Linked DNA regions of Sus scrofa: regions 1, 3, 4, 5 and 6 are each linked to region 2. Evidence: chromatin contacts called from public Hi-C and promoter capture Hi-C data. All regions are on one chromosome and are shown on one strand. Each heading gives the region's core, a stretch centred on a gene start, on an enhancer-like site or on the middle of the called end of the contact. The rest is flanking DNA. Distances are from core to core; before and after follow the strand shown.

Region 1 (3,173 bases), core at 433-2,932, 200 kb before region 2:
GACCACTCTGCTTTACCTTGGACTTGTAGCCTCAAGCGCCACTGGTGGGAGAGTGTCCAAGAGATGGGTCCAGGAGAGGGAGAGTGCGTGACCGGAAGAGGAGGGAAGGGCAGGCAGGACAGAGAAGGAGGGATTAGGGTCAGGGGACAGGAAAAAATGAAGAGGAACAGGAGACAAAACCAAGGAGGGCCAGACACCATCGAGAGAGGAAAGACAACGAGTGTTCGGAGCAGCAACAATGGGGAGGCAGGGCACAGAACGAGGAACCACAAGGGAGACAAAAATGGGGGGGGGGGGGGAGCGCAGCACATGGAACAAGGAGAGAACACAAGCATGAGCCAGAGAAGAGAGGGAGGCAACACAGAGAAGTGGGTTAGGACGAGAACTGCTGAAATAGCATCTCCACCCACAGCTCCTGGAAGAATCTAAGGGAAACCATTATCCCTGCACTCCCAAGACCCCCAGACCTCAGGATGAAATCGAAGCGCCTCCCGACCCTGAGAGCCGGCTATGGCTGGCTATTTCGGACTGGAGTCTTGGGCACAGGCCCGGCGTCGGGGAGGGTTGCTCAAAATGTCATTCCACCCTCTGCTTGACATTCCTAACAGATCTGAGTCTTTCAAAAACCCAGGCTGTGCCTCCAGAGGACATTTTGCAGACATGGCAGCCAGGGACCCTACATCCGGGTTACCCCTGTGATGTGCAGTCTGGGCCACAAGCTGCTGATTCGGCCCCCCCCCCCCCGCTTCACTCCCAGGCTTGGTTTCCCATCTGTAAAACGGAGCTAGAATGCCCCACCCAAGGGGTTTCTGGGAGCCACCACATGCCACCACGCCTGTGCATACCTGCACAGCCACAGATGCCAGAACCACAAAGCGTATTTAGTTGGCTCCGATCAAGCACCCCCTCCGAGGTAACTATTAAGATATTCTCTCGCTCTCCGTCCACAGAAGGGGAAAGTGAGGCCAGCAAAGGAGATTAGTACGAATGGCATCCGCGTATGCACTTAAGTCCTTTCCAACACAGCCCGAACTCGAACCTTCTCGATCTAGCCAGCCCCACCCACGGCTGTTCGCGGTACTGGGGAGGGGAAACGGAAGCGCTGAGGAGGCTCCTTTCCATTACAAACCGACCCCACAGGCTGCCAAATCGAGTCCCGGAATCGGGGGTCGGAGTGGGGTATAAAGCGGATACATGTGTCTCAGTACTACCTTTTACGACCGGGATGTCCATCTAGAATGTCACCAATTGGGTCGGAATGGGGATCGACGCCCCACTTCCCGCCCGGCCCACCTCGCCACGCCGGAATCCCTTTTCTCGGACGGATCCCATGTGTTCTGCCCCCGATGTCCCCAGCGCCCAGCTCAGCCGGGACGGAGGACGGGGCCGAGTGGAGGTCGGAGAGAGGATTTCTGGCCCTCGTGCTCACCAATAGACGACTCGAACGGCGACACCATGATTAGGACTTAGCACCCGCAGCACAGCGGACACCGAGCCGAAATCCAGAAAGGACGGCGAGGTCTGCGCCCCCGGCCGGAGCATGCGCACAGAGCCTGCTAGTCGGCGCTCCACGGCGCGGACCAACGCGGGGGAGGGCGGAGGAGGGGAGCAGGCGCCACCGCTGGGACGGGGGGTTCCTGCGGCCGCCACCCTGAGCCCTCATACAACTCTCCCTTCTCTCCCCTGTGAGGATACAGAGCATCCCGACAGAGGAAGTCCCGGGAGACGCTTCTGTGCGTACCCTCCCCGATCCCCCCCTCCGGGGCGGAATGGTATGGCTCATGGGGCGGGGGTTCAGGGCCAACCGCTACTGGCGGGAATGGAATGCAAGTGAAGACTGGCCAGCCGGTTGGGGGAGGCTGGGAGGGCCAGAGGGCAGAATCTGAAAGAGTTCGGGGTACGGAGGGGAGGCCCCTGAAGCTAAGTTTTCCAGTGAGCGCTCCAGGGTCCGGCTACCTTGTTAAAGTCTGTTTCGGTACTCGGGCGCCCCTGATCAGCATTGCGATCTCCCCTTTTAGTGTCTTCCAGCCTCCCGCGGCGAGGGTTCGTGGAACGTCCTGGCAGCTGGCAGCTGAGTTAAGGTCTTTATGCTACCGATGCTGTCTCCGAGCCTCAGTTTCCTCGTCTGGAGGATGGGCATAATCGCCTTCCGGGAATACTTACCGATTTAACAATAGGTGTGGGGTACTGCTTGCAAGCCCTACGTTCCGAAGATAACAGCAACAAAAAATAGACAAGAGCCCCGCCCTCAAGGGAGTGATTTGGCTAGAGAGGAAAAGAGATTTGAAGCAACATGAAATAGGGCTTCCTTCCCCTGAGGGGGTGACGGGAGCGTTCAGTGAGTTCACGCCCGAGGAAAAACAAGAGGAGCAGCTTAGTAAAAATTAGCTCTGCCCAAGGTTTTCCAGCCACAGCTCTGTGTTTGCCCTCTGGGCCTCACTGCTGCGACCAGATATTCAGGCATTGGCAGACAAGGCTGAAGTGCCACTCCACCTCCGTTGGTGGCAGAGTGACCTCTGATCTCTGTGGTCTTGGGAGGACAGAATGAGCCTATAATGTAGAATACTTAAGGCAAAGCTGGACTAGTCCGTGTCCCACAAATAGAGATCTTTTTCAGGCTTCCTGGGTCTCAAAACAAAAAGCCAAGCTTAGCTATTCTGCCCTTGCCTGGTTCCTGGTTCTCTTCTGGCCCTCTCAGTGCCCTAGCTACGTGAAATCACAGACCTCACCCAGTCACCTGCCTCTGGGCCTTTGCATGTGCTGTTCCCACCTCTCCTGCTGCCTGATCCTGTTCATCCTCCAGGAATCAGCTCCAGCACGTTTTAGGGGAAATTTTGTTTCATAAATGATGCCTTCTCCACATTACATCTGTATTCCTTTGTGTCATCACCAAGTGCCGCAGGGAGTTCCTGTCGTGGCTCAGTGGTTAATGAATCCTACTAGGAACCATGAGGTTTCGGGTTTGATCTCTTCCCTTGCTCAGTGGGTTAAGGACCGGGTTGCCATGAGCTGTGGTGTAGGTTGCAGACGCAGCTCGGATCCCTTGTTGCTGTGGCTCTGGAGTAGGCCGGTGGCTACAGCTCCAATTCGACCCCTAGCCTGGGAACCTCCAAATGCTGCGGGAGCGGCCCAGGAAATGGCAAAAAGACATAAATAAATAAATAGGGTTTTAA
Region 2 (3,393 bases), core at 154-2,653:
TAGAACCTCTGCTCTCAGTTTTGCCTCTATCTCTCAGTTATGGGCATATCTCAAAGACACTGCAGGTGCAGTTGCAGATCACCACAATAACACCAGTCACAGGAGTTTTTGTTTCCCTGTGCATATAAAAGTTACCTTTACACTATCCCTGAGTCTGTTAGTGTGCCATAGTATTGTGTAAAAAAAAAAAAAGTACATATCAATTAAACGTACTTATTGCTAGAGTTCCCATCGTGGCTCAGTGGTTAACGAATTCGACTAGGAATCATGAGGTTTGGGTTCGACCCCTGGCCTTGCTCAGTGGGTTAAGGATCTGGCGTTGCCATGAGCTGTGGTGTAGGTTGCAGACGTGGCTCGGATCCCGCGTTGCTGTGGCTCTGGCGTAGGCCGGTGGCTACAGCTCCGACTGGACCCCTAGCCTGGGAACTTCCATATGCCACGGGAGCGGCCCAAGAAATGGCAAGAAGACAAAAAAAAAAAAAAAAAAAAAAAAGTACTTATTGCTGTCATCTGAGCCTTTAGCCAGTCGTAGTAGTAACATCAAAGATCACTCTTCACAGGCCGCCCTAACAAATGTAGTAATGAAAACATTTAAAGTAGTTCAAGAATTATCAAACGTGACACTGAGACGTGAAATGAGCTAATGCTGTTTGGGAAGCAGCGCAGCGCAGACACTCCTGCTCAAGGCAGGGTTCCCACAACCTTCAACTCGTCCAAAACGTAGTATCTGCAAAGGGTAATTAAAGTACAAATAAAGTGAGGTATGCTTTCTTCACTGCCCTTCCCAAGCCAGTTTCAGCATAGGTCGACAGAGGGCGCAAGAACAAGAAGACCAGTTTCCTTCTCGCCACAGACGCCTTTACAAGTGAAGGACAATAGGAGATAAGGAGCGGAGGCGGGGACTAACTACTGCGCAACGGAGCTGTCAAACCCAGGCGTGGTTTGGTCGTAACTTCCCGCACGGCCCAGGAGCTGTCACGTGAGAGGCATCGGTCAGCTGACTGGGATATAAATTCCACCGGGGAAGGTACAGGCGGAGCCAGGGTCTGGTGCTCATTGGTGGAGGCGGATCCAGCCAGGTAACACCTCGAGGAGGAGCTTGCGGGGAGGAGGAAGGGTCCTTGGCGGTGAGGACTACGATTGGCTGGCGTTGAATCACATGGGCCGTCACCCCGAGCTTCCGGAAGCGAGGCGAGCGCAGTGCGCGGACTCTTGCGCATGCGTCCAAGCACCAGGTCGCCGATTGGAAACTGAGAGTCACGGGGCGGTGTAAGGCAGCTGGCGGGGGGCGGGGCCCGCGGGGCGCGCGCCGCGCTACGAGGCCGCTGGTTGGCCAGCGCGGAGCACGTGGTGCCGGGGCGCAGGAGGCGCGCGCCGGAGCGACGTCAACGCAGCCCACTAAGCTCCCCCGACCTGTGTACCGCGGCTCTGCCGCGGCTGAGTCCTCCGAGGGTTGGGGTTCGGCGGTTTGCTGAGTACCTTTGCCGCCGCCATGGACAACTCCGGGAAGGAAGCGGAAGCGATGGCGCTGCTGGCCGAGGCGGAGCGCAAAGTGAAGAACTCGCAGTCCTTTTTCTCGGGCCTCTTTGGGTAAGAACTGCGCCGGGCAGTCGGCCGGGACCTACGCTGAGAGGACGCAGGAGTCATGGGCTGAGGCGGCGGTAGAGACGAAGGGCTTGAGCCTCGAGGATGGAGGGCGTCACTGGATTACGTGACATGGTCTAAGTCAGCAGAGGGGACGAGGCTGAGGGCTAGGGGGCCCCGGGTGTGGCAGTGGCATCATGGTTTGAGGAGAGACTGAGAAGATGGCATTACCCTGGGCTGAGGACACCCAGGCCAGGGTGACACCATCTGGAGGCGGCAAGGGGACCCAGGCTGAAGACGGGCCAGAGCAGCAGCTGGGGTGAAGAAATGGTCTGAGGCCTTGCGGGGAACCTGGCCTGCGGAGATTGAGGGAGCCTGGGAGGGCAGCCAGGTCAAGCAGCTTTTTGAAGCTCTAGGAGGACTTATTTGAAGGATCTCAGACCGGCGTCTTGAGGCCTGGGACTGAGGAGCTCTCCCGCTCTAGGGCCTCACCTTTCCAAGTCCTGAGGTGGTGGATTTGTGTGAACTCAGGGTCAGGGCTTAGGTGATCCTGGGAGTGAGGAGCCCAGGTCTGAGGTGTGTGAGGTGTCTGGGCTGAGTGTGGTCCTGGTTGCCGGGAACTAGTATCAGGGGATCTGACACCCGGGTGAGATCTGGGCGGAGGCCTCCCTGGGGTGATGGAGCGAAGGCTGATGAGGCCTGAGCTGGGAGACTGGAGACCAAGTGGGCGTGGGGGGAAATCAGTGGAGCTGGCTCGGTTTAGGACTGGGGAGGATAAAAGGAAGAGATGAGAGGAGTTCCCATTGTGGCGCAGTGGAGACGAATTCGACTAGGAACCCTGAGGTTTTGGGTTCGATCCCTGGCCTTGCTCAGTGGGTTAACGATTCGGCGTTGCCGTGAACTGTGGTGTAGGTTGCAGATGCGGCACAGATCTGGCGTGTGGCTGTGACTGGCCGGCAGCTGTAGCTCCGATTAGACTCCTAAACTGGGAACCTCCTTATGCCACAGGATTAGCCCCCCCCCCAAAAAAAAAAGGGAAGAGATGAGAAAACCAGAAGGGGCTGAAGGCCTGCTGAATGGTCCTTGAGTGAGGTTTGGGCGGGCAGTGCGAGCAGGATGAGCAGCATGCCCAGGAGAGGGCTGAAGGGGGCTGGGCCACAGACCCAACACCCACAGTGTGGCAGGCCTTTCACATAAAGTTCATGTCAGCCCATCAAAGCTTTTCTGATGGCTACCCATTGAGAAATGTTCGTGACTGAGGGGTGTCAAAAGCCCTGGGTTGAAGTGGGCTCTGCCGTTTCCTGACCTTGGGCAAGCTCTTTACTTTCCCCATTACAGAGGCTCTTAGTGATGAAATTTAGCTCAGATGTTTGCTGCTAGTATTGAATAAGAGGGCAGGCAAAGGGCTTAGAATTGAGCTGGGGGTGGAGAGGCACTGGGGCCTGATGGGTTGTACCCATGAGGTGAGCAATGTTTCATTTGAGAGGCTGAGGGCGGGGAGAGGGTACAGGTGTTTCTTCTTCCCTCGCAAGGGAGAAATTCAAGTGCGGTCTTGGGGGCTGAGGCCAAGAGCTCAGTTTTCAGTACTGGTCTTCCTGGGTGGCTCTCGGTGTCTGGTCCCTTTGGGCGGGGGACTAGTGTACCTCTGGGCCGTGCTTGGAGGGAGCAGCTAAGTCAGAGCCTGAGACATTTGCCAGCTGGTTAGGAAGGCAAGACGAACACTCGCTAAACCGGTAGTGAAGTAGACTTCTCCAGGGTGCCATTCTGCCATTGGTGTGAGGTTTTCGACCTGAGAGCGAGCTGCAGGAG
Region 3 (3,308 bases), core at 21-2,520, 170 kb before region 2:
TGATGAGCCACCATGGGCACTCCCTTCTGTTCTCTTTAAAGCATACCTCACTAACCAAAACGGGCCTGATTTCTCACCCCCCAGCCTTGACTTGCTTTTCTGCAAATTAACCTCCTAATTTATGTCTTATTTACTCATCGGCGCACACTGCTGCTGGCTTCTCTGGCCACTGAGATCTCCAAAACCTCAAAAAGAAAATGAGTTCTTGAAGGTAGTTGCTAACTTGCGTTTTTTTGGCCACATCTGCAACATGCGGAAGTTCGTAGGCCAGGGATCAAACCCACACCACAGCCATGACCTGCGCCCCAACAGTGACAAAGCCAGATCCATAACCTGCTAGGCCGCCAGGGAACTCCTCTAGCTTGCTTTCTGTTCATTCCAGGCCTTCTAGTCTACAGTAAAGACCCTTTTCAGCAGCTGTTTGTCACCCAAGCCACATCATTAACACAGATTCTTTCACAAGTTGAGATGAACTAGATAACGACTAATCGTGACCACACGATGCCACCCTTCCTCACCTTTATTCTTGGAGCCAGTGTCCACGAAGAAGAGTTTTTCATCCGGGGCCTCTGATATCAAGCCACTGGGAAATGCAAACGCAGAATATCAGCCACAGAAGTTGGGAGGAAGCAAACTGCTGCAGAAGGTGCAGATTTAACCCCTCAGGGCCCAGCTATCCCATTATGCTCATTCGGACACGCTCTTCCCCCATGAGACCCCTCCAGGTCAGGGCCCCATCCCTCCACTTTGCGGAACTTAATACTTAAAACGCGCTAAGCTTGGGTGGGGGCGAGGGGCACAGTAATACTAGAATGTATTCGTTGTTTACCTAGGTTCTAATTTAACTGGGAGTCTTCTAACCGGTAAACCTATCACGTCCCCATCCCCGCCACTTCCCAGCGCTGCCGGGACCCGCGCTTCCTGACCCCCGGAAGTCCCCCCAGCAGCTCGGCCTCGCACCCCGCCACCCAGAACCAGGCTCAGCTCCCGGAAGTCCCGCCCCACGCACCCGCTCGTGCGCTCCTGCAGCCGCACGTCCTCCAGGAACTGGTCGACCTCCAGTCCCAGCGGCTCCTGAGCGAGCCGCCGCCACCCCCGCTTCTTATTTCTTGGGCCTCGCCGCCGCCGCCTCAAGGCTGGGTCCACCGAAGTGGGCCGCAGCCCCAGGAAGCCAGAGTCGGCCTCGCTTTTTGAGCAGCGCGCACCGCCAGCGGCACTACTTCCCGCCGCCATCTTGTTAAAGGAAGCACTTGGCCGCCAGCACCCTGAAAGTCGACTTCGCGCATGCGCGCGCCGGCCCCCCGCCCTCTCCCATGACCTCCTTCCGGTGGCCGCCATCTTGGTAAGGTGGCTGGAGCCGCAGAGGGGCGTGGAGGCCGCCCTTCTTCCTCTGTTATTCGGGTCAGATCCAGGTTGTAAGTTTGGGGCTCTAGCTCTCAGCGACGCACCTCTCCCGGCCGCCCAGGGATACTTTTAAAATCTGAGTATTATTTTTAATTTTTTTATTTCAAAACAATCTAGTTTTCTTAAGAAAAGTTAGAACCATGACAGATTTGGCACAAGACACGTTCCAGTCTCAAAATGCGTCTTTCCACGTTCCAACCCTAAGAATCTTGGAAATCCGAGAGCTTTTTGAATGTCAAGGTTGGGAACACAGAAGGTTACATGCGAGGAATGTTAGAAACTCTAGAAGCGCAGGCTCCGAATGAGTCTTTTCTAAGCTACGGAGCAGTGCTTCATTTGCTTCATCTGTGAAATGGGGGCGGTAATGGTACATCTGCCTCATAGGTTATTCTGGAGCTAAAACAGGGTAATACATACAAAGCCCTTAAGGTTGTGCGTGGCATCTCATTGTTAGCTATTGTTACTGCCTCACTCCCTGAGATTTCATCTTACAATCAATTTTTGCTGTTTACAAATAAGGAAGGAAGCTCAGGGGCCCTGGCAACCATCCATAGGGATCGAGAGCCTCCTAAAGGCCGTTCTCCACTCGAGAAGGAAAAAGGTACAGAGCGGGAAGGCGCCACGCAGCGCAACTCCGCATCGGGAAGGTGATAGGCCCGGATTGTGGCCCTTGGAGACCTGATCACCTACCACCTGGGACCGGGATTGCAGTCGCCACCAGCCAGCCTTGCTGCAGGGTGTCCGCCAGGGGGCGCCGGGAGCTGCGCCACCGCGCGAGCGTGGGCGGGAAGGGCGCGAGGCCAGCGTGTCCCGGGGCGCCGTGGGTGTGGCCCTGGGTGTGAGTCGGCGGACCGCGAGCGGGGTCCGCTGCAGAGCGGAGGCCAGAGCCCCCGGGCGTGAGCGAGCGCACACTTGGCGGTCCTGTTGGGCAGCGTCCCCTCCTCCCCTCCGAGTGCCCGTTGGTCCCCAGTGTTACGTGTCAAGAGCTGTGTACCTAGGTTGGGTGGACGAGGGCGGGGGCGCGCGCGCGCGGGCGCCCCAGGGCTTGGTTCCCAGGCCCCCGCGGCAGGAGGTAGAAGGGAGGGATGTCCCGGAGGGAGGGCCCCAGAGAAACTTTTCTTTGGAAAATATGTCGGTCTGGCCCCCAGCCCGGGCCTGAGTCATCAGGCTCCCGCCGCATTGAGTCATGGCCTCCACCCCGGAGAGCCTGGAGGGGAGCCCCCCTGAGGTCCTGCCCTGGGCTCTCCTTCCCAGGGGGTTGCAGGGAGAGCGATCCCGCCCCCCAGCCCATCCCAAGACAGCCCGACTCCCTCAGGGAAAGAAGCCTTGGCTTTATTTGCACTGTGGGAACCGTTCCTATTATGCTCACAGGCCCTTCCCAGGCATGAGGTGAGGGGTGATGGGAGCGGGAATCCCAGCCAGCACCCTGGAGGGGCATGGGCCCCATCTATGTTGCTCTTCTCCATCTTTTCCGTGGGGTCCCCCACCAAGGTCAAGCACTAATATGTGGTGAAGGCAGGAAAATGCGTGTGTAGGGGGGTGAGGGTGCCCTGTAGGGGAGGGGGGGCTGTAGCACCAAGAGCCCCTCCCCCCACGACGTCCCTGAAAAGGAGTCTAAAAATAACGTCCTGGGGCCTTAGTTTCTGGCAGGGACTCCACTTAAATATGGCCTGATGGTGGCTCGGGAGGCTGTCTAAAATTCGCAGTCTAAAATTCGGACCACCAGCTGTGGGGAGCCTGAGGGGTCGGGGGAGCAGGCTGGGCTTTCAATCCAGGGCAGGTGAGCAGAGACAGAAGTCGGGGGGGCAGGGAGGAGCAGGAAGGGTGGGAGGACCGGGCTTTCCCCTTATTAAAGAAAGGGGTGCGACCTGAACTGGGGCAAGGGGCTAAGAGGGGTGCAGCTG
Region 4 (3,538 bases), core at 547-3,046, 150 kb before region 2:
CCTCCGTACTTCCCATGATTTCACACGCTTTGACTGAACTTTCTCCACATGTCAGGAGCTATGGATCCAAAAAGAGACCAGAGAGCAGCTCCCGCACACCCAGAGCCTCCAGTGAGGAAAGACCCTGGGCACCGAGCGGTCGGGCCGAGCGGTCAGTGATGCCTGGGCACTGCTGAGCAGTGGACGTGTAGGCACCAGAGCAGGACGTGAGGACCGAACAGCCGGATCGGGAAGGCTCTGGCTGGGCTGGCTTTTGAGCTGCTTCCTAGAGAGTGGGCATGACAAGAGCATTTAGGGAGAGAAGATGGTGTGTGTCATGGCCTGGAGCTGTGACATGCCTGGACAGGGTCGCTGGACACAGGGGCTCAAGGATCAGGGGTGAGAAACGAGACTGAACGATTGCCCCTGTCCCAGGGGGGCATAGGCATTCACAAGAAGAATAACATTTATGACCACTGCATGCCAGACCCAGCTCTAACTCATGTAATCTCCACACCAACTTTGTAAGGTAGGGCTATTATTCTCCCCACTTTTCGGACAAGGAGACAGAGGTTCAGGAAGACAGCAATAACTTGCCAAGATCATTGTGCTAGAAAGTGCTCAAGCCAGGACTCCAGGCAACCTGACCACAGAGACTGCAGTCTAAGGGGTGAGGGAGGGAGAAGTATCAACCCGGCAGCAACGAGCACCACCAGCACCCAGACCGTGTTCTCAGCATTCCCTCACTGGCCTTTCATCCTCTGTAGGATCTGTAGTGATGTCCCCTCTTTCATTCCAGGTATCACTCATTTGGGTCTTTGCTCCCTTTCTTTTTTTCCCTCTCGATCAGTCAAAGTAGATGCTTACAATTTTACTGATCTTTTCACAGAACCAACTTTCCATCAGATTGGTGTCTCTAAATGCCATTTTCCACAAAAAGAAACTGAGGATTCTTGGAGAAATGGCTGATTCCTGGGCTGAGGCGGGGATAGGACGAGCCTGCATCAGAGAGTGGGGAGGTGCTCAAACATGGACGGGGCATGTTACAGGGACACAGACCTGGGTTGGCAGGACTGCCACTGGCCAAAGTTGGGACAATTTGAATGTTAAAAATAACTGCAACCCAAATATGTTAAAATCTATAAAATCATAATGCTCCTAAAAAAAAAAAAAAGGAAAAGAATTTGGGAAGGTGAGGCAGGGAGGTAAAGGAGAGGCTGGAGTCAGGATCTGGGATGTTGGGGGGGGTGTCCTGCGGAGGGATCTAGGGGACATCTTGGGAAGGCGCCTTGGGGTGGCTGGACCGGGATGGGCGAGGGCAGGAGAGGGACCAAACAGGACACCGATGGATGAGGAGGATCCCCAAGGAGGGGCTCTCCTCCGGCCAGAGGACGGGGCAGTGGGAAACATTGGAAGGAAGGAGGCGAGTGAGGGGACGTTGTTATGGTCTGGAAGGGGCTGGGAGGAGCGGGCCCGATAGGGGTCGGGAGGAACCCAGGAACCCAGGAGACCGTTACACACGCACTGGGGTGGGGACTGAGGGTCCCTGGCGAGTAGGGCAGGCTCGGGGACTCCGCGACGCAGGCTGGGAGGGGACAGCTGCGATCCGGGGCTACTCACCGGTGGGGAGCGCAGGCGGCTGCACCCGGCGACCGAGCTGGGCGGGAAGGTGGGGGGGGGTCCCGCGGGGATCCGAGGCGCCCGCGGAGCGGCCTGTGCTCGAAGTCCCGTCCGGAGCCGTCTGAGCCGGGTGGGGCCCAGAACCGGGAGGAGGGACGGGAGGGGCCGGGGTGCGGGCGGGACGAGGCGCCCCCCCCTCCCCAAACCCGGCGCTCGGCCTCTGGCGCCCCCTGGTGGGGAGTGGCAGGGCGCCTTGGCGAGATGGGTGAGCGCGCGGGCTTCCCGTCCCGGGTTCAAATTCCATCTCTCCCTCTTAACAAGGGAATAGTAATAATTTATTAGTATAAGTAATACTAGAAATTTTAAAACATATGCGAGCTCATGAAACCCCTCTGCTCACAAGCCTCCCGGGCTTTTCTTCACGAACCTAGATGCCAAAGTCCTCACTGTGGTCCGCCAGGCTCTGCCCTCCCCCGCCCCATCTGCCAACTCCCTCTGCCCTCACCTCCCTCTCTCCCCGTGGCTCACTCCCTCCAGCCACACTGGCCTCCTCGCTGTTCCTCAAATACACCAACCACCCTCCAACCTCAGGGCCTTTGCTCATGCTGTTCCTCCACCTGGAACACGTCTCCCCACCGCCCCCACCTCCCCAGGACCCACCTCTCCTTCAGGTCTCTACCCAAACGTCACCTCCTCGGAGAAGCCCTCCCTCATCTTCCTGTTTAATGCAGCACCAACCGTCTGTATCCATCATGGGGGCTTTATTTTTCCCCAGCGTCTTTATCAGCCGTCTACATATTTTCCATTTTCCCGCTTCAGCGAGGGTCTCCCTCGTGAGAACCTGAGCCCCCGTGAGAACCTGAGCCCGGTGAGAACCGGGACTTCAGACCGGGTGGTTCCCTGCTGTGTCTTCCTCTGGCTCTGCATATGTTTGTTGAATTAATCCCTGACCATTTACCAAGCGCTTCCTATGTGCAGGCACCGCTCTAAGCTCTTTGCATGTATTGGCACATCGAGTTCTTGGAATACCCCTGAGAAGAAGGTCTTAATTGTTCCCATTTCACAGATGAGACAACTGAGCTCTGGGGAAGTGAATTCCGAAAACCCAGAGAGATTTGCTCAGGGCCTAGCCACACGCCTGGCTCATAGCAAGTGCTTAAGCATCAGCTCTAATAATCCAGATCTGGGTTAACCCCTGGGAAGCGACTTTGCCCCTGCAAACCTGTTTCCCCACCTGTCAAATGGGTCTTGGTTCTTGCTTCACAGGATCGCTTCCCTTGAGTCTTTACTCAAAAGGCACCTCCAGCACCCTACCCTGCTCTTCGAAGCCCCCTCCCCATTCCTAATTCCTACTTCGTTTACCCTCCTAGCACTTATCACCAAGGGCCACAGTATGTATGTGACCTTTTTTTTTTTGGCTGCACGCATGACATGCAAAAGTTCCCAGGCCAGGGATCAAACCCATGCCACAGCAGTGGCAACACTGGCTCCTTAACCTGCTACACCGCCACAGAACGCCTCCTGCGGTTCTATTCTAAAAGCTTGACATGGAGTTCCCGTCGTGGCGCAGTGGTTAATGAATCCGACTAGGTACCATGAGGTTGCGGGTTCGATCCCTGGCCTCGCTCCGTGGGTTAAAGATCTGACATTGCCATGAGCTGTGGTATAGATCGCAGATGCGGCTCAGATCCCATGTTACTGTGGCTCTGGTGTAAGCTGGTGGCTACAGCTCCGATTCGACCCCTAGCCTGGGAACATCTATATGCCACAGGTGTGGCCCTAGAAAAAGGCAAAAAGACAAAAAAATAAATAAATGAAAGATTGACATGGATGGTCTCCCTCCCTCCCCCCAGGAGGCGAGGACTTATTATTATTGTTGATTAACCCCACTTCTCAGATGGAAAAGTCAAGGGACAGGGAAGCAATTTCTCTCTGGCCC
Region 5 (3,178 bases), core at 524-3,023, 140 kb after region 2:
TTACGGCTTATCCATTTATCAGGTACTGTTCTAAACCACTCATGTATTTATATGCATATGCACACACACACACACACACACACACACACAGTCTATATATACACCTTTCTCACAACCCAAAGAAGGTGCTATTAACATTATCTGAGCCAGAGAGCGTTTCATTAAGTGGTAAGCGGCAGATGACCAATTCCAATCTGAGGATTCAGGCTTCATTTTCCTATCTCCAATTTTCAGTGTAATTCTCCATTTTTCAATCTGACACTGTCTTCTTGGTTCTACTTGCTCTCTGCATCCTCAGAATTAATCTCTTCATTCGTCTGGCTGTATCTCCCGTTTCCCACCTATCTTCCTCCATGCTCATCTCTTGCTTTCTTTCCCAGATCCCTCAGCTGCCTCTTTTCAATCCCTCTGTCAGCTCTTGCCAGGTTCTCCCTATTTCACCGGCTCCATCTTTCTATTACCCAGTGGCCTCTCCTGATTCGTCTCTATTTCCTTCATTAACCTGTCATCCTATTGGGTCTATTTCCTTTTTTTTTTTTTTTTTTGGTCTTTTTAGAGCCGCGCCCTCGGCATATGGAAGTTCCCAGGCTAGGGGTCAAGTCACAGCTGCAGCTGCTGGCCTACACCACAGCCACAGCAACTCCAGATCCTTAACCCACTGAACGAGGCCAGAGACTGCACCCACATCCTCATGGGCACTAGTGGGGTTCGTTACCGCTGAGTCACTACAGAAATTCCCCTCTATTTCTTTTGGTCTTTTTTTTTTTTTTTTCTTTTTGCCTTTTCTAGGGCCGCTTCCCGCGGCATATGGAGGCTCCTAGGCTAGGGGTCTAATCGGAGCTGTAGTCCCCGGCCTACGCCACAGCCACAACAGATCCAAGCCGCGTTTATGACCTACGCCACAGCTCACGGCAATGCCAGATCCTTAACCCACTGAGCGAGGCCAGGGATAGAACCCCACGACCTCATGGCTCCTAGTCGTATTCCTTAACCAGAGACACGACGGGAACTCCTCTCGCAGTCCCTGTGAACCTCTCTCGTTGGGACCCACCAGCCTCTTGCTCTGGACCTCGCTAGTTTTCAGCTCTCAACCTTCCTGGCTTTGGCTCCCTCAATGCGTCGAAGATTCTTTTCGTGCCTCTACTGTAGCGGGAGGGGGCCGTGCCCTCCCAGATCAAAGGGAAGAAGCCGTGCTGCACCGCCTCCATCTGACACGCATGCGTACTTCTATATCCCTGAGCGCAAGCGCATCTACAGTTGTCCGCCTAAAACTTAAGAGTATTCCTGATAAGAGGGACAAAGAAACTTAGACGTAGCGGAAAAACAAGCGGGGTATGTAAGGCAGCGCCGTTCGGGGCTCAGCCTCTGGATACTAATCCACCAAGCCAGTGCCTGCACGAATAAACGCTGCTTCCTGGTAAAAAGCCTTAGCGTCTCCTTTCCCAGGACTTAAGCCCCGCTCACACTACTCCTTTCAGCCTCCCCGACCCCCAGGGAACGCTCAGGCTCCATCTCGGTCCACTTCTCCCCGCCGTTCGGCCTCCTCGGGCACATGTCCTCATCTCGGGATTTCTCTCTACCCCTCCCATCGTTCCCAAGCTGTCCCGGGACGCAGCCCAACTCCCGGCGCCACCACCAACACCCAGCGCAGCCGCTCGACCGCTCACCTCACTAACCACAGCGATCTGCTCAACTTCCCGCCCACTGCCCTGCACGCGCCCGAAGCCGGTTCTGCGCCTGCGCACGCCACCCTCACAGCCCAGCCCCGCCCCGCCGCAGAGGGAGGACCCAGTGGGCAGCTTCCAGTAATCCGTCTGCGCCTGCGTCCGGCGCTCTCAGGCCCGGCCTCCCTTCCGGCGGAGCCTGGGAGGAAGCTGTAGCGTCTTGGGGCGGGGAAAGGCAGCACGGTGGTTTGCTTTGCCTTTCGCCTGAAGAGCCTCTTGCCCTCCCGGACCAGTCGGAGGTCCGGGTATTTAGCCCAGCTGGGAAGCTGGCTGGAGCCCAAACACTATTGAAACACTCCCATGAGTGTTTTCTTTATTATAGTTCGTAATTATTAGTGCGTAATTCTGTTAATGTACAATTCACCCTATGAAGTCACTAATAAGTGATACAACCTGACTATCCGGATTTCCGTCTTGGAGGTCCTAGTGATACCTGAAAGATAATACAGGAATCTGGCTTCTTGTTCATCCAGTTGAAGAATGAACTCCGCGAACACAAACGCAGCAAGCAAGCAAAGTGTTTATTAAAGGAAAGCAGATAGCTCCCAGGCTGCTGGGAGTGGGGGAGAAGAGCCCCCTTTCTCTGTTGTCCTATAGGGGTTTTTATCCCTTAAAGATGGGGGGGTACCAACCTGGGGTCCGGAAAGATGTCGCTTTCTCCCAGTGGCCTTGTTCAATTACCTATATCAGTCCCTGTCCAATAGGGCCTTAGGGGTGGAAATGTCCCATAAATGTCATTGTTTCTTTGACCTTTTCTTCCCGTAACCCGAGTCACAGGGGATTAGGGATTAAAATCCACCTGGGCGTAGGTACACTCCTTGTAGTAAACAAGGCCTGTGGGATGTTACTCCCTGGAGCCCTTAGGCCACAAATGTTAATCAAAGGCCATATCAAAGAATGCATGGAAGCCCAGGCTCCTACACTGACAACCTGAGTTAATATTCTCCCTCACTAGCTTGAGGTCATCTTTGCGTTTACTGGTTCCTCTACGGAGAATGTTCTCCCCAGGGACTATCATGGCTTGCAGCCCCACAGTTTTCAGCTTTCTGCTCAAATGTTACTTTCTGGGAGATGTCTTCTCTGACTATGCTACTTTTTTTTGGGGGGGTTCTTTGCTTTTTAGGGTTGCACCTGTGGCATATGGAGGTTCCCAGGCTAGGAGTCTGGTCGGAGCTGCAGCTACCCGCCTATACCACAGCCACAACAACGCGGGATCCAAGTCTGCGACCTCATGGTAATGTAGGATCCTTAACCCACTGAGCGAAGCCAGGGATCGAACCCAAAACCTCATGGTTCCTAGTCCGGATTCATTTCTGCTGAGCCACTATGGGAACTCCTGACTACACTACTTTAAATAGAATCACTCCTTAGCCCTTTCCTGCTTTGTTTCTCTCCATAAAGAATGCAGTTCTGCTTGACATCCTATTTCTTTTAATCTGTCTTTCCCACCAAAA
Region 6 (3,471 bases), core at 340-2,839, 210 kb after region 2:
TTACTTAGGGAAACATCCGACACTGCTCTCTTCCAAACGAAAATTCTAGTTCAGTCTCCACACCCCTATGCTGGGAGTTTTACCTCGGGTCTCCATCCCAAGAGAGCTTTAGGTAACGAGCCTCTCCCCCGACCTGCACAAGAAAGTTCTAGGCCCAACTCCCTGTGCCCGTTCTGGTGCCGCTCACATCCCCGTTAACAGTCTAGATCTGGCTCTTTCCAAGGAGTTTCAGAACCGTCTCATAACCCCACACTCAAAGAGTCTGAACCGCACTCCTTATTCGCTGCCCCCAGCATCCCAAGAAAGGTGCCCCTGCTTCCCCGCACCCCTATAAAGATTCCCCAAACAGACCCAGTACTCACTGGCGAGGCTTCCTGGGCCTGATGCGACCTCCCTAGAGAATACTGTACCCGCCTCTACACGGTCAAAACTTTCTGGCCCGCCTGCGGCTTTCCAGGGAAAAAGCTCCGTTCTCCAGCCGGTCGGAACGCCACCGGCCCACCCCGGGCAAAGCCAAAACTTTCCGACCCCGCCCGCACGCTCGCGTCAAGAAGCTGTCGCCCCTCAACCCGGCTTCGGATTTTCCCAGCCAACACTCTGGCCCCGCCCCCTAGATCCCCAGGCTGCAACCTAAGCCCGCCCCCTCCTTCTCGCGTTATTACACCAGGCCCGCCTCCAGCTCACGAGTCAACATTTGTGGTCCCTACACGATTTGCCCGGCCAACCTCCTGGCCACGCCCCGGACTCTGCACCCGCCTCGTCGCGCCAATATTTGGCCCCGCCCCCGGCGCGCCCCAAGGCAAGGTTCGAGCTCCACGGCGAGCTTCACCACATTGTGGGGAAGCTCCTGGCGCCTGCAAAACTTTCCGGCTCCACCCTCATCATTCCTAGCCAGTACCTGGCCCCGCCCACAGCTCCCCCGCTTCTTTTTGGCCCTGCCCTCACCGTCGCATCAGCCTCTGGATCCACCCCTGACTTCCAGGACCCACTTTCAGGACAGGAAAAACTTTCTGGCTCCGCCCCCAGCGTTTTCCGCCGGGAGTCCCGGCCCCGCCCGCACCGCTGGCTTCCATTGGCCCCGCCCCCAGCCCCGGCACAACTTTTGGGCCCCGCCCTCAGCTGCCCACCTACACTCCGGACCCGCCCGCAGACTGGCCCACCCCAGCCCTGCCCACCCGCCGACGTTCCGCCCAGCCAGCACCCACCCCTAGCCTCCCTTGTGGGCGTCCAGTCCCCGCCCCCCGCAGAGTATCTGACCCCGCCCCCGCGGGCTGCTCGCTACCCCGCCTGCGCTCGCGCCAGCTCCCCCACGTGGGCATCAGGCCCCGCCCTCTCCGGGCGCGCTCCCGGCCCCCTCCTAGGGTCACCTGTCCCGGAGACCCCGCGGCGTCCGCTACTCCGGCTCCGTCGGCCTCCGCGTCGGCAGCTCCCGGGCCCCGCGCGTCACTTCCGGCCCGCACCACGTGAAGAGGGGAACTAACGAGGGTCACTTCCGGTTGTTCTGGCTCGTTTCCGGGAGCCTTAAAGGCGCCGCTCGCGTCTGGGTAGAGGCGCAAAGTGAGATAAGCGGGTCGACAAGGGTGTTCCGGAAGCTTGCTGTACTGCCTTCTGCCTGAACGACCACCTTCCAGGGGGAGGAGACAGCGTCTTCTCTCTCTGGCCTCTACCTGCTTCCTGTTTCTCCCCTTTCCTGGTTCCAGTAAATCGGCGCCCTGCCCTGGGCAATGATAACCTGGAATCCTGACTTACCAGCTTGTGCAGGGGGTGGATGCTCCCCCACCCTTCTGCTAATGAAACCTTAGAATTAGTTGTAGAGACAAAATTTTCAACCGAAAGAATCCTTCCTTCACCCTCTAAATCAGCGTTGAGGGTGTCCCTAGTGGCCTAGCAGGTTAAGGATCTGGTGGTGTCGGTGCTGTACTTCAGGTTCTATCCCTGGCCTCAGAACTTCCGCGTGGCGGGGACACAGCAAAAAATCAGTCAGCACTGAGTGCCAGGCTCTGTGCTGGGAGGATGGGGAATTGGGCGTGAGGGGGCGTGTCAAAATGATGAACAAGGCAGACCCCATCCCTGTCCTCTTGAGGGAAGACGTAAGTATATGTGAAATAACAGAAAACAAAAATGTGTGAGATGGCTTGCAAGAGGGACGGGAAGAGAGGCTGAGGGTGAGGGGGCTAGGCGCCCAGGCAGAGGACACACAGCCTGTGCTAAGGTCCTGTGATGAGTGAGCTTGGTGCATTCTAGGAATTGCAGAAGCTCAGAGAAAGATCTGCTGGATTGCCTAGAGTCCAGAGGGTAACATGCATTAACCAAAACAAACATAATTAACATGTTATTACAAGTGATAATAAATGTGACAGTGGAGTTCATGTCGTGGCTCAGCGGAAATGAATCCAACTAGGAACCATGAGGTTTTGGGTTCGATCCCTGGCCTCACTCAGTGGGTTAAGGATCCGGCGTTGCCGTGAGCTGTGGTGTAGGTCGCAGATGCAGCTCAGATCCTGCGTTGCTGTGGCTGTGGCGTAGGCCGGTGGCAACAGCTCTGATTAGACCCCTAGCCTGGGAACCTCTATATGTAGTGGGTGCGGCCCTAGAAAAGAACAACAACAACAAAAAGTGATGGGACACCCTTACAGGGGATGACATAAGTGGGAGGCTGGATTCCCTGAGGTGGCCAGTAATTTCATTTTGTGATTTAAATCGTGGAAAAGGGAAGTACCTGGCAATCACCTGCCACTTACATAGTTATTGGGAACAGCCTTTCAGAGACCTTCTCCACGCATATAACTTAATTCTCTTAAAATTCCCCCAAATACCTGCCAAATTCACTATATCATTTTTAGCTCTTTATTCAAATGTCACCTCCTCTTAGGGGCCTTCCTTAAAACCACCCATTTGAAAATTACATACTTCTCATCCTTTTTCCTCTTCCAATTTTTTTTTTTTTCTCTTTCTGCCTTTTCTAGGGCCTCTCCTGCGGCATATGGAGGTTCCCAGGCTGGGGTCTAATTGGAGCTTAGCCGCCAGCCTACACCAGAGCCACAGCAACGCAGGATCCGAGCCGCGTCTGCAACCTACACCACAGCTCACGGCAACGCCGGATCGTTAACCCACTGAGCAAGGCCAGGGATCGAACCCGCAACCTCATGATTCCTAGTCGGATTCGTTAACCACTGCGCCACGACGGGAACTCCAAGAAAAAAGATTCTTAACTTAGGAGTTCCCTGGTGGCCTAACAGTTTAGCTTTGGCATTGTCACTGCTGTGGCTCAGCAAATTCCAAAGCCTCCCACTCAACCCAAAAAAAAAAAAAAAAAGATTCTTAATCGTATCTGAAAAGTCCCTTTTGCCAGGTAAGATAACATTCACAGTCTCCCGAAGGTGGACATCTTTGGGAGTCACTATTCAGCCCGCTCTCCACCCAACAGCCCAGTGGGGCAGACATGATTATTATCATTTTACAGATGAGGAC

The links. Promoter capture Hi-C pulls out the DNA fragments that hold promoters and counts their contacts. Hi-C and Micro-C count contacts between places; a contact is called where the count stands out from the background.
Region 1: a contact with region 2 is called in a Hi-C map of heart right ventricle, with 2.4 times the contacts expected there. The contact joins the promoter of SELENOW here to the promoter of NAPA in region 2. A contact is called at or near these places in 2 of 47 Hi-C or Micro-C datasets (embryonic fibroblasts and heart right ventricle).
Region 3: a contact with region 2 is called in a Hi-C map of skeletal muscle, with 5 times the contacts expected there. The contact joins the promoter of NOP53 here to the promoter of NAPA in region 2. A contact is called at or near these places in 1 of 5 promoter capture datasets (liver), 4 of 47 Hi-C or Micro-C datasets (epiblast stem cells, heart right ventricle, liver and 1 more) and 1 of 2 datasets of contacts at active chromatin or transcription factors (alveolar macrophages).
Region 4: a contact with region 2 is called in a promoter capture Hi-C map of fetal liver, with 2.5 times the contacts expected there. The contact joins the promoter of EHD2 here to the promoter of NAPA in region 2. A contact is called at or near these places in 4 of 5 promoter capture datasets (fetal liver, fetal skeletal muscle, liver and 1 more), 9 of 47 Hi-C or Micro-C datasets (brain, embryonic fibroblasts, epiblast stem cells and 5 more) and 2 of 2 datasets of contacts at active chromatin or transcription factors (alveolar macrophages and skeletal muscle).
Region 5: a contact with region 2 is called in a Hi-C map of liver, with 6 times the contacts expected there. The contact joins the promoter of DHX34 here to the promoter of NAPA in region 2. A contact is called at or near these places in 3 of 47 Hi-C or Micro-C datasets (epiblast stem cells, heart right ventricle and liver) and 1 of 2 datasets of contacts at active chromatin or transcription factors (alveolar macrophages).
Region 6: a promoter capture Hi-C map of fetal liver shows a contact between it and region 2, with 2.2 times the contacts expected there. The contact joins the promoter of CCDC9 here to the promoter of NAPA in region 2. A contact is called at or near these places in 2 of 5 promoter capture datasets (fetal liver and liver), 2 of 47 Hi-C or Micro-C datasets (heart right ventricle and liver) and 1 of 2 datasets of contacts at active chromatin or transcription factors (alveolar macrophages).

What each region holds. Positions count from the first base shown.
Region 1 is chr6:53,469,072-53,472,244 of Sscrofa11.1, reverse strand. SELENOW (selenoprotein W) reads right to left here and starts at 1,682. Exons shown (of 6, transcript XM_021094647.1): 1 at 1,430-1,682; 2 at 17-41. The coding sequence starts at 1,457.
Region 2 is chr6:53,273,248-53,276,640 of Sscrofa11.1, reverse strand. NAPA (NSF attachment protein alpha) reads left to right here and starts at 1,403. Exons shown (of 11, transcript NM_001244384.1): 1 at 1,403-1,590. The coding sequence starts at 1,493.
Region 3 is chr6:53,441,415-53,444,722 of Sscrofa11.1, reverse strand. NOP53 (glioma tumor suppressor candidate region gene 2 protein) reads right to left here and starts at 1,270. Exons shown (of 12, transcript XM_021094646.1): 1 at 1,010-1,270; 2 at 519-583. The coding sequence starts at 1,233. It overlaps EHD2 (EH domain-containing protein 2), which reads right to left. Exons shown (of 6, transcript XM_003355959.4): 6 at 2,716-3,308.
Region 4 is chr6:53,421,747-53,425,284 of Sscrofa11.1, reverse strand. EHD2 (EH domain-containing protein 2) reads right to left here and starts at 1,796. Exons shown (of 6, transcript XM_003355959.4): 1 at 1,600-1,796.
Region 5 is chr6:53,129,788-53,132,965 of Sscrofa11.1, reverse strand. It overlaps DHX34 (probable ATP-dependent RNA helicase DHX34), which reads right to left and starts at 1,773. Exons shown (of 18, transcript XM_003127246.5): 1 at 1,668-1,773.
Region 6 is chr6:53,063,295-53,066,765 of Sscrofa11.1, reverse strand. CCDC9 (coiled-coil domain-containing protein 9) reads right to left here and starts at 1,589. Exons shown (of 15, transcript XM_021094629.1): 1 at 1,368-1,589.